Linked DNA regions of Pan troglodytes: region 1 is linked to region 2. Evidence: chromatin contacts called from public Hi-C data. All regions are on one chromosome and are shown on one strand. Each heading gives the region's core, a stretch centred on a gene start, on an enhancer-like site or on the middle of the called end of the contact. The rest is flanking DNA. Distances are from core to core; before and after follow the strand shown. Region 1 has its middle 98 kb from the start of EFR3A. Region 2 holds the start of ADCY8 (adenylate cyclase 8).

The links. A called contact is a pair of places that touch in the nucleus more often than the background predicts.
Region 1: a Hi-C map of induced pluripotent stem cells shows a contact between it and region 2, with 2.8 times the contacts expected there. The contact joins the enhancer-like site here to the promoter of ADCY8 in region 2. A contact is called at or near these places in 4 of 7 Hi-C or Micro-C datasets (blood, induced pluripotent stem cells and stem cell-derived neural progenitor cells), 1 of 1 datasets of contacts at active chromatin or transcription factors (stem cell-derived excitatory neurons) and 1 of 1 other capture datasets (stem cell-derived neural stem cells).

The regions. Positions count from the first base shown.
Region 1 is chr7:142,066,803-142,072,444 of NHGRI_mPanTro3-v2.0_pri, forward strand. No RefSeq gene overlaps it. Among named protein-coding and RNA genes, the nearest start is that of EFR3A, 98 kb to the right of the region's middle. Within about 2 kb of position 1,334, at least 2 of the 24 cell types and tissues checked have an H3K27ac peak or open chromatin away from gene starts, as enhancers often do. A contact at or near this core is called in induced pluripotent stem cells, where this site is marked.
Region 2 is chr7:141,292,752-141,298,121 of NHGRI_mPanTro3-v2.0_pri, forward strand. ADCY8 (adenylate cyclase 8) reads right to left here and starts at 2,940. Exons shown (of 17, transcript XM_016959871.4): 1 at 633-2,940. The coding sequence starts at 1,592.

The DNA.
Region 1 (5,642 bases), core at 84-2,583, 770 kb after region 2:
TCCTGGGCTCAAGCGATCCTTCCACCTCAGTTTCCCAAGTAGCTGAAACTACAAGAGCATGCCATCATCCCCAGCTATTTTTTGTACTTTTTGCAGAGATGGTATTTTGCCATGTTGCCCAGGCTAGTCTTGGACTCCTGGGCTCAAACAGTCCACCCACCTCAGCTTCCCAAAGTGCTGGGATTACAGGTGTGAGCCACTACATCCGGCCAAGGGCCATATACTGTGTTGAGCACAAAAGAGCTGCCCTTCCTGGGGGCCCCGCAGTGCCACATGATCCCCTATATCATACCACTTATCACACTGTGATAAGTGGCAGATTGAATGGTCTGTCTCTTCCACTGGACTGTGAGCTCCTTGAGATCAGGGATTCTATTTTATTAAACTGTGCCCCTCTAGAACAGAGCTTGGCACATAGCATATGTTCATTAAATGTTAGCTGATGTGATTAATGAATGAAGGGCTGAATAAATAAATGGATAACAGATGAGCATAAAGTCTACCAAAAGACAGACATGCACACTAATACTGGGAATGAGTGGAGCAGCAGAAGTGGGGGTAAAAGCAGAGGCACCATCTCCTCAGTCTCAAGAATCCAGATTTGAACACCTGTGGTGCTGTAGGGAGGGATCATTTTGACATCCTGTGTCTAGTGCTCAGACTGTGGTGTGGAAAAAAGGTCAGAAGTTCTTAGCTGAATATGGAGGAGGAGGGATTATGTTTGTAACTATGAACCTTAAAAATCAAACAACACAATGTAACAGAAAAGCGCAGTACTTTATGGTTGAGGAAGACTGAATTAGTCTCAAGTTTTTATTCTACCATTTATTACTCTTGAAAAATTGCATCATCCCTCCAAGGCTCAATTTCCTCATTTGCAAAAGGAGGACAACGATAGAACCCAACAAAGAAGCTTAGTGGAAAGATGAAATGAAATCGTGTATAAGAGGGCTCGGGCTGGTGCCAGGCTCATAGTAAGTCCTCAGTCGATGGTGGCTTCAGTGGTAATGAGGAAAATCAAGATGGCAGGAGGAGGGACTAGGAAAAGAGGGAGGGAGAGGGGCAGGGTTGGAGGTGGAGGGGGACTGCAGAGTTGTGAGGACTGAATAAGATTTTGTATACCGATGTGCCTTGCACACGCCTGGCACATACAAGCATCTCAACGCCTGCTAGTCATCTTTCCCCTTCTTCCTCCTTCCATAGGTTACGATTCTTCACTTCTGAGACTGAGGTCCCCAGAGCAGAAAAGAAACAAATTTGTCAAAGGGTTTGTCAACCTCAGAAATTCTGAGACAGAGGCAAGGGCGCCACCTACTGCACAGCAGAGGCATTTTCCCAGCTCCTCAAAGGGTCATCTCTAAACAAGCCTTGCCTCCTTTATCAAACTGGCATGACTTACCTGTCTTTATCTGTGGGGCAGCAGAAGGAACAACAGACTCAAGAGCAGGGGTGGAGTCAGTTGAGGATGGGAAGGTGCCAAACAAAACATCACCTTGGGAATATTCTGCCGTTTCCCTCTCTCACTCCCTCTTCTCTGTCCCTAAAACGTAAGTGAAGCTGACAATTGTCGCATAAATTTGGTTATCTCAGCAGAATCCCACTTTTCAGATCAATGCATACAAGGAGAGGGCTAGGGAAAGGACAGAAGCCATACCCAATGGCGTGCCTGAGCTAGGCGTCCAGTTTCATGTCTGTTTACTAACCCACAGTCATGGTAATCCACCAACGCTGTCTGGCCTTGGGGGGATTCCTGGGCTGTTCTCCCAGGAATGCACTGCCTCACTCCCTCACTGTTTTCCCCTATCTTTTCCTGTTGGCAGCCTACTCATCTCTGCAGCTCTCACTGGCTTCCCCTTGATGTTAAGACAGTGCTCAATGTCTTTTGTTTTGTTTTGTTTTTGAGACGGAGTCTAGCTCTGTCGCCCAGGCTGGATTGCAATGGCATGATCTCAGCTCACTGCAACCTCCACCTCCTGGGTTCAAGCGATTCTCCTGCCTCAGCCTCCTGAGTAGCTGGGATTACAGGCGCATGCCACCATACCCGGCTATTTTTTGTATTTTTAGTAGAGACGGGGTTTCACCATGTTGGCCAGACTGGTCTCAAACTCTTGGCCTCAAGTGATCTGCCCACCTCAGCCACCCAAAGTGCTTGGATTACAGGAGTGGGCCATGCACCCAGCCTCAATGTCTTAATATGACCCACAGGGCCCAGGAGAACTTTGCACTTGATGCTGCCCAAGGCCCCCATCCTCACTCATTGGTTGACTCAGTCTCACTAATTTTGGGGGGTTCTTTGTAGATGTCACATCTTCTGAAAAGCCTTCCTTATGGGCCACCCTGCCCCCAGCTGACAGGGTGAGGTGTACTGTCCCTACTCTGCTTCCAGCATCACTCTGTTCTGGAATTATTTATGCATATTTACTTTCCATTAGACTGTGAGTTGTGTATCATGGGGACTCTGTATCATTCATTCTTTGTCATAGAGCACAGAAGCCCTTCAATTAATATTTGTTGAAATAATAGGAAGAGTAATCAATAATTAAATGTTCAGCAAATCAATGAGTGAGTGGAATGCCTGCACTAATCATGTTTCTGCCATTTACTAATGCACATCTTTGGCCAGTGCTATATCTTTCTATCTCTTGCCTTCGTTTCTCACCTGTGAAATTAAAGTACAGTTGATCCTTGAACAACACAGGCTGAATCGCACAAGTCCACTTATACACAGAGATTTTTTTCAATAAAAGTTACAGCAAGCGTGTGCCTGCCTGTCCCGCTTCCCCTTCTGTCTACTCTACCTCCTTTACCTCTGCCACTCCTGAGACAGCAGGATCAACCCCTTCTCTTTCTCCTCCCCCTCAGCCCACTTCATGTGAAGATGATGAGGATGAAGACCTTTATTATGATCCCCTTCCACTTAAGGAATAGGAAACAGATTTTCTCTTCCTTATGATTTTCTTAATAACATTGTCTTTTCTCTAGCTTACTCTATTGTAAGAACGCAATATACAATACATATAACATGTAAAATGTGTGTTAAACAACTTTATGTTAGTGGTGAGGCTTCCAGTCAACCGTAGGCTTGTAGGAGTTAAGTTTGGGGACAGTAAAAAGTTATATACAAATTTTCGACTGTGGAGAGGGTCAGCACTCCTAACTCCTGCGTTGTTCTAGGGTCAATTGTAATGACAGATACTCCAAAGGATATAGCAGTGAAATATATCCTTTATAGAAGTAAAGTTCCTGCCCTTAAGAGCTCACAGTCTAGAGTGATGGGGAGGGACAGAAAATTAACAAGCATTTACAATACAGGATAAATTTGAAAGCACAGAGTAGGAGCTTCCAGACCATTCTAGAATAAGGGATATGACAAATAAATCTATGGAATGACAAACAGTGAATAAATGCAGGGCAAGAAAGCAAAGCAGGGCAAAAGGCATGGGGAGTTTCATGTTGGAGAGGTTGGTTGTGTCATATAAGATGGTCAGAAATAGTCTCTCATAAGGAAATGAGAATGCAATACTGCAATTAGTTGAGGAAAAGGAATCCAAGGCAGAAAGGACAGCAAGTGCAAAGTATGAAGCCAGCCCAGGTGAGGGTGTCTGAGGGAAACCCCAGTATTCTTATGCTTTTTCTCTTGCATTCACTTCCCCAGGGGAGGACCCCAGAAGCTCCTACCAAATGTACCCACTGCATCTGAAAGCAACTTCTGCCTTCAGTATCTGAGGTCTTCCTACATGCCAGCTGAACTAAAAATCAGTTACCTGCAGGTCTTCTTTGCCTATTCTCATTTGACCTAGGAGCCTGGGCAGCAAGTTTCCCGCCTCTTCCCTTCTGGTCTTCGTGATCTTCATCACTGAAAATCCCTTAAGATAATGATCTTCTAAGGACAGTGATCCCAAGGCAATGGGAGCCAATGATGGAGACACATTATCAAATCTCCATTTTATAAAAATAAAACATATCAATTTGTCTGCAGTATGAAACACACATTGGAGAGAGCAAGATAGCTCTCTTCTAACTGGAAAACCAGTTAGAAGGCTGTTGCATCAGTCCAGTGAGCGATCATGGTGACCTAAATCTAAGTAACAGCAGTAAGGATAAAAGGTACTAGGATGGTAGAACTGATGGGGCTTGGCAACTGATTAAATGTGGGCCCACGTGGAAATGGGAGGGCTCCAGGGTGACTTCTGGCTGTTACTTTGGCAACCAGAGTTTGGGAGTGCCACGCACTGAGATAAAAAGAAGCAGAAGCAGGGTAGAGAAAGATGATGTTCTTAACCACATCCCGGACTATCTCAGGATTTGTTAAAGAGCAATCAACAAGGATATCACAGAATCCATATGTATGTAGTTGAAGAGATGAAACTTACAAGTGTAAATAATTAGGGGATATTTTGAAGCAGGACATAATTAGTTGCAAAAATATATGCTTGGGACTACCAACCGGTGCAAAATATGCAGGAAGGCTTGAGGTCGTGGGGCAGTCATAAGGAAAGCACATGAGACCATGATTTGAGTTTTGAAGATTTAAATCAGTAGAGAGAAATAAGTGATGAGGAAATGGTGACCAGGCTTATTACCTAAACAAAGCCACAGCTGCAAGAGTGAGGGAGCTGTGTTTGAGAAGCAGTGACTCAAAGAAATATATAAAAATTCTCCATAGCTATATCTGAAGTATAGCTATAGTCCAGGGTGCACTGAAATTAATGAAGAGATCATAATACTGGTGAACAAATATTCTGGGAATATAAGTTGTACAAGGTGGGCACTGGTAGATCTCCTGTGGGGTTTAGTTGAAGGGCATGAGTTGTGAAGTTAGATATGATTCTGTTCACATCCTGGAATCATTGCTAATGAACTTTATGGTTTGGGCAAGTGAACTCATCTTTGCAAGTCTTAAGTCTCCTGTGTGAAAATGAGAACAGTAATACTTTGCTATACTCTAACGAATAAATGAGATGGTGTGGAGTACACACTCAACATATATTCATTCCTTTCTGCCACTTATTTTGAGTCCCGGCTCATCATGAGATATCTGAACAGGGTCCCCTGATATGCTGTATGGAATTGATCTCAGCATCAGTTGACACCGAAGGAGTTCTTTAAGCTCATGGTCACATAAAGAAACCACTATAAACTAATTTGCTTATAGGGTGAGTTGTAACCGTAAGCCTGAACATACTGAATATGCTCAATAAATTGCAAATAACTTACAGACATCAGTGCCATGTGAGTGTGGTATCAACTGGCTGCTGGTCTGCCCTCATGGGTTGATCAACATATCTCCTTAGCCAGTAGGAGCAGGGTACAGCTGGGTCCATGTTCCCATTCATTTCTGCTGCTGCCCTGGCCCTCTTTCCCTGCTTCCATGTCCAGGCATCACTGCTGACTTTAGCTCCCTCAGATTTAGTCCTGAAAGTTACAAGCTTTGTGCAATTGGAAGACTAAATGCTATTCTGTTGCTTTTGCTCATAAACTGCAATTTGAGTGAAATAGCTTGTTTTTCATTAATATATATATTTCTTTTTCTCGTTTTCTAAAAATTGCTTAATATATTTAATTATTCCCTTTATTTCCATACCTACTCATATTCCTCAGACCACCTTCCCAGTGGGCAACTATTCTAAAATTCTTAAAGC
Region 2 (5,370 bases), core at 1,690-4,189:
TCGCATCGTGTCATGAGAGAAGATATCATGTTCGGTCACCAAGGCAATAAAAAATTCCCGAGAAAACCATGTGTCATAGGATTGTTTGAAGGATTGGATGACATAACACGTACAGTACTCAGCACTGACAATCAGGATGTGTTTAACAAATGTATGTTCCTTTGAGAACTGAGGGTTTGTGGCTTAGAGATACGGAAAAACCCAACTCTGAAGCCCAGAGCCTGCTACAACACCCTGCTGGGACTCTCCTGAGGAGAGATGTTAAGGAATGGGTCACCTTCTAAATCTGGATGCTTCTCCTCCCCTTCTGTCTCCTGCTCCGGAGACTGCAGACCCTGAGGGAGGGGAATGAGGAGCAGAAAGCAGACTTTCTTAGCTGATGTCAGAGTAGAATTACTCACAGAATCAGAGTAGAAGGGTAGAGTTGGTAGAAACTTTTAGAGGTCATTTAGTTCCACTTTAAGAAGAGATTGCATCCCGCTAACACTCAAGACCTCCTAGGTACAAGGCACTGTGCCAGACTGAAGGCGGAGACTTAAAGAGAGTGAGGCAACCCTGGCTCTCTGGAAGCTATATGATTAATAACCCGGGGAAGTTAGAGGGGAAACAAATGCAAGGCAGGCAGGAGTTACCTGGTTGATGGAAATGACCGCCAGCCGGGGTATGACCACTTGGAGGATGACCTGCAGCAGCGAGGTGCCCAGGCCGGCCAGGATGGCCCAGGTGAGCGGCAGCGGCAGCATACTGTAGGTGGCGAAGAGCGTGAAGAGCACGTAGCCTATGCCGTCGCCCAGGAGCCCGTAGCCGAGGCCTGCTGCCAGGATCTGGGTGGTCATGGCCACCCAGGTGACCACGCCGCTGTACTGCAGGTACGTGTGGGAGGTGGTGTCCTTCCTGACCACCACCAGGGCGCAGATCACTACCTCAATGCCGGTGAAGAAGCCCAGCAGGATGCCCTTGAGCGGGTCCATGGGGGCCGAGGCCAGGCTCAAGTGTAGGACCAAGAGAGTGAGTTTGGTCAGCACGTCCAGCACGTTCATCACCACTTCCGATTTGCGCCTTTGGCCCAAGAAATAGCGCTGGTAGAGGCGTTCCAAATCCCGAGATTTGAAGGAGTTGCGCAGGGTGGGGAAAATGACCCCTCGGTAGCTATAGCCCCCATTAAGAAAGAAATCCGAGTTGCTAGGGGCACAGTCAAGGTGCAGGAAGCCCAGGTCGCCCCCGCCTCCGCTGCCGCTGGCACTGCCGCTCCCGCTGCGTTCCGGGAAGACTTTGGTGCCGCAGGTGCTGTGCGCTCGCTCTCCTGGGCCCAGCGAGTAGAGGGGCAGCGCCGAGTCGCCTGACAGCTGCGGCGCGTGGTGGTTGGGGCCGCCGCCCGCAGGGTCCGAGGCTTTGCCCGAGCCTCCACTCCCGCTGCCGCTGCCTCCCCGGTGCCCGTGAATGAAGCGCTGCTCCGTGATGTGTCGCACCGCCGTCTGCCACAGCAGCCGCTGCGGCCGGGAGGCGCTCCTGCCGTCGCCGGCCGGGGGCGTCGGGTGGATGGTGTAGAGTTCCTCGCTGCCTGTAAGGCAGCGCACATCGGAGAGCTCCATGGCTCTGGGCCGCAGGGAAGGAGGCGCAGAACCTTGGGGAGGCAGCCGGAGGAGGGGTTCCTAAAGACTCAAAGGCGGCCTGGTAGGAGCTTGGCAGCGATCCTTTTTATCCTAGGCTGCCCCGTTGCAGGAGCCCTGCGCTAGGGCTCCCTGTAGGTCGGGTCATACTGTGCCCAGGGGCAAAGGGCACTTGGAAGATCGCGGCGGACCTCGGCGTCCTTGCGTGCTGCTCTCCCGCCAGCCGGCCCAGCTTGGGTACGCAGCGGCAGTGGCTATTTGTCCTCAGGAGCCGCAGCGCTCTGAGCCACGCAGCCCCTTCCTGGGCTCAGGCTCCTTGGTTGATTCTAGGCTCAGCGTTTTGGCGCAGCCTTTGCTCTCCAAGAGACGCCTAAGCGCCTGGGCGCCGTGCTTCTGCTGCGCGTCGGGCGGGTCCTGGCTGCTGCACTGGGCTTTGGACGCCCACTGCTCCGCGGCTGCAGGGGGCCTGGCCGGCGGTGACCGGCGGCAGCGATGGGTGCGAAGTTAGCAGATGTGGCTGGAATCATCGCCCTTCGGAGAACTCCATTGCGCCGGGATGGGGAGCAGGGGCGGAGCTGGGGGCGGGGGCAAAGAAGGAGGAGGAGGGGGTCACGGTGAGGTGGCGGGGCGCCCCGCGACAGGGTTGGAGAGGTGGTAGCCTCGGCGCTAACAATTCACCAAATAGTTAATTTGGAGGAAGGGGTATGCTGAGGCTCCCTCCTAGGCTCTTTCCTAGTTCGGGAGCAAGGACTGACAGCGCAGCGCTGGCTCTGGCCAGAAGCATCCCTCCCGGAGGGGGTGTGGGGACTCTCGCCCCAGGGTCCCAGCCTGAGCTATAAGACGAGGTCAACGCTTTCAGCTGTGCTTTCGAAGGGTCGCAGCACACAGTTCTCATCCCCTTTATTTCGTTCTTTGGAGTCCATTTGACTCGGAGCTAGGAGGATCAGGAGAGGCGGGGGAAGGAAAAAGTGGTGAGGGCTCCAAAGCCAAGAGCTCCGAGAACGAAGAGAAGCCGCCGGTGCGGATATCTGAGGCTGAGAACCGAAGCTTGGCGGATGAGGCGAAGGTTTGGAGGAGAAGGGAGGCCCGAGGCCGCGTGGAAGTCGACAGAGACGCCTCTGGATCCAGGGAAGCGCCGCCGCGTGCCACCCTGGAGCTCTGAAACGCACCGCGGGCGCCAGGCGACTGGGAGAAATTTGGAGACCTGTCAGAGTGGTCAGACACCCGCGGTGACTTAAACCCGCCCCCGCGCCAAGCCACGCCCCCGGAACCGGGCCGGGGGTGGCGGAGGGACCTGCCACCCAGATCTGGCCAGGACGCCCCAGGTCTTGTAGGCAGAGGCACGCGCGGGCCGGCGTGGGAGAGGACCACTGAGGGCTAGGGCCGGCGGGCGCCCCCGGCCTTCCCTGGGCGCACTGCGATCCAGCGTTCCAGCTGGCCGCGCCAGCCGGTTCCTCCGCTGTTCTTTTTTAGGCATTGGCTCTTGTCCTCTGCAGGTGCGGAGCCAGGACTCGTAGGCCGCTTTGCGCACGGACTCGGAGAGCCCAGCGCGACGGAATACAGGGTTTCCTTTTCGCCCTTCCTACCCGTGCGTCTTTTGGCAAAGCCAACTTTCGGGCTAAACGCAAAATCCCCCAAGAGGCCGCAATCATAGAGACAGTCAGTTTCCTACAGGAGCCTCTTTACTACCTCGATCCGAAGGGGGTGGAGGGTACGGGACATCAAAATGGGGACGTCCCCTGCCTGCCTCGCACACTAAGTTTCTCCGCTTACAATAGGGTCGAGGAGGCGGACGTGGAGAAAGGCATGTCCAGGGGCCCCGCCTCGCCCTAGCCCAGGTTTCCCGCCCGCCCAGACTCAGCCGAGCGCTAGCGGACAAAGCCTGCGGCGGAGCTTGCGGCGGACCAAGTCGCTGAGCGGTGGGAGCTTAGTGCCGGTGCTAATGACAGATGAGCCGCGTCCCGGGGTGCAGGGTCTGCAGGGCAAACGCGGCCGCCGCAGTCCCGCAGCCGGATGCAGGTGGAGGAGCGGTGGTGGTCACCACCTCCTCCACCAAGACTGCGGCTGCAGCCAGTGGAGCCCGGGCCCAGAGCACAGTCAGCTGATGGCCAATGACGTCAGGCCCTGGGCGCGTTCGCGGCTCCCCGTGGCGTCCCATGAAAGCCCAAATGACCGCCTTGCCTTGCCGCCCCCTCAGTCCCTCCTGAGCAAGAAGAGAAGCTCCCTTCCCTCCTGCCTGTCCTAAGGAAAAATAAATTTCGATACCCCCACCCCCAACCACATACACTGTCTCCAGGGTTATTTCTGTCGGCCGTGTCCCAGAAACGCGGGGTTTAATTCTTTGCTTTTTAATTCCTGTTTTTCTCCCCACGCATTTCGGCTTCGGGTTAAACCCAGAACGGGCCACCTGCCTTGCACACAGAATTCCAGAAGGAAGAGAAAAGAATCCTCTAATATTCCCCCCAATCCCTAACCAGTAGATTTCTAGAATTTCGTTCACTCCCTGGAAAAGACTCCTTTAATTTCAATCCTTTTAAGTTGTATTCTACCATCCCCCAAGAAAGCCAAAATGAAACGCTCAACTTTAAATAGATAGACGGCTGATTCTATTTTTAACTCTGCTTGTAGATGAATTAATCTGTTAACGTTAAAGATCTCCCAGAATAGTTGGCCTATCCCATGGGGCTGGAAGTTAAGGGTAAAAGTACCTCAAACAACTCTGTGTTACAGTTATCTAGCCCTTAATGAAATAACCCCTGCAATTACATTCCTGTCAAAGAAATGCTTCTTGCTTCTTCCTTCCTGAATTTCTTGGACTCATCAGCCTCACCCTACTGGAACTCGGGTGGGTAATGAGTCTCTTAACTTGAGATGGGAACCCAGACGGAGCACAGTTGGGAAGGCTGTCCTATAGACCCTATGCCAGAATGTGTGGGTAGCTGTGTCCTCTCTCTGCGGGCATTGCCTGAAGGCATCTGTGCTAATGACCATATTAGCAAACCTGGCAATGGAAGACATCACTTTATTTTCTCACTTCTTTCTCCTTGGGGCCCTAAGGACTCAGCCTGAATAAATGAGGGGCTGGATGCAGTTGGAACTTTCCTACGAAAATCTTTCTCCAACCTGGACAGCTCCCAGGATGATTTATTCAGCAGCAAAAGGAGGCGGGCCAAGGAGGGGGAGATTGGACCCAATCAGATAAAATGACTCAGGCTGATGAATGAACACAGCATGCTACAGAAAGAAACTCAGAATTTCATGAACTCAGAGGTTGAAGCTAATGCATCAGGGAGAACACATCACATCTGTTCAACTGACTGAACGTTTCATGGCTGGAAGGGTGTTACCGTAGGTTGTTTTAAAATAAGAACATGGATGACACAATTAGATTCCGATGTTCTTCTTGTTGGGATGACATAGTGCCATTCAGCCCAAGAAGCATTCTGTTTTTGAATGAAAGCATTGGTTCAACACAAATATTTAGAAGCTTTTTGGAATATGCAAACCACCAAATGATTAAGAACCACTTAAAACAAGAGAAGTCGGCTGGGGGCGGTGGCTCACGCCTGTAATCCCAGCACTTCGGGAGGCCGAGGCCGGCGGATCACGAGGTCAAGAGAATGAGACCATCCTGGCCAACATGGTGAAACCCCCTATCTCCTAAAAATACAAAAACTAGCTAGGTGTGGTGGCGCATGCCTGTAATCCCAGCTACTCGGGAGGCTGAGGTGAGAGAATCACCTCAACTCGGGAGGCAGAG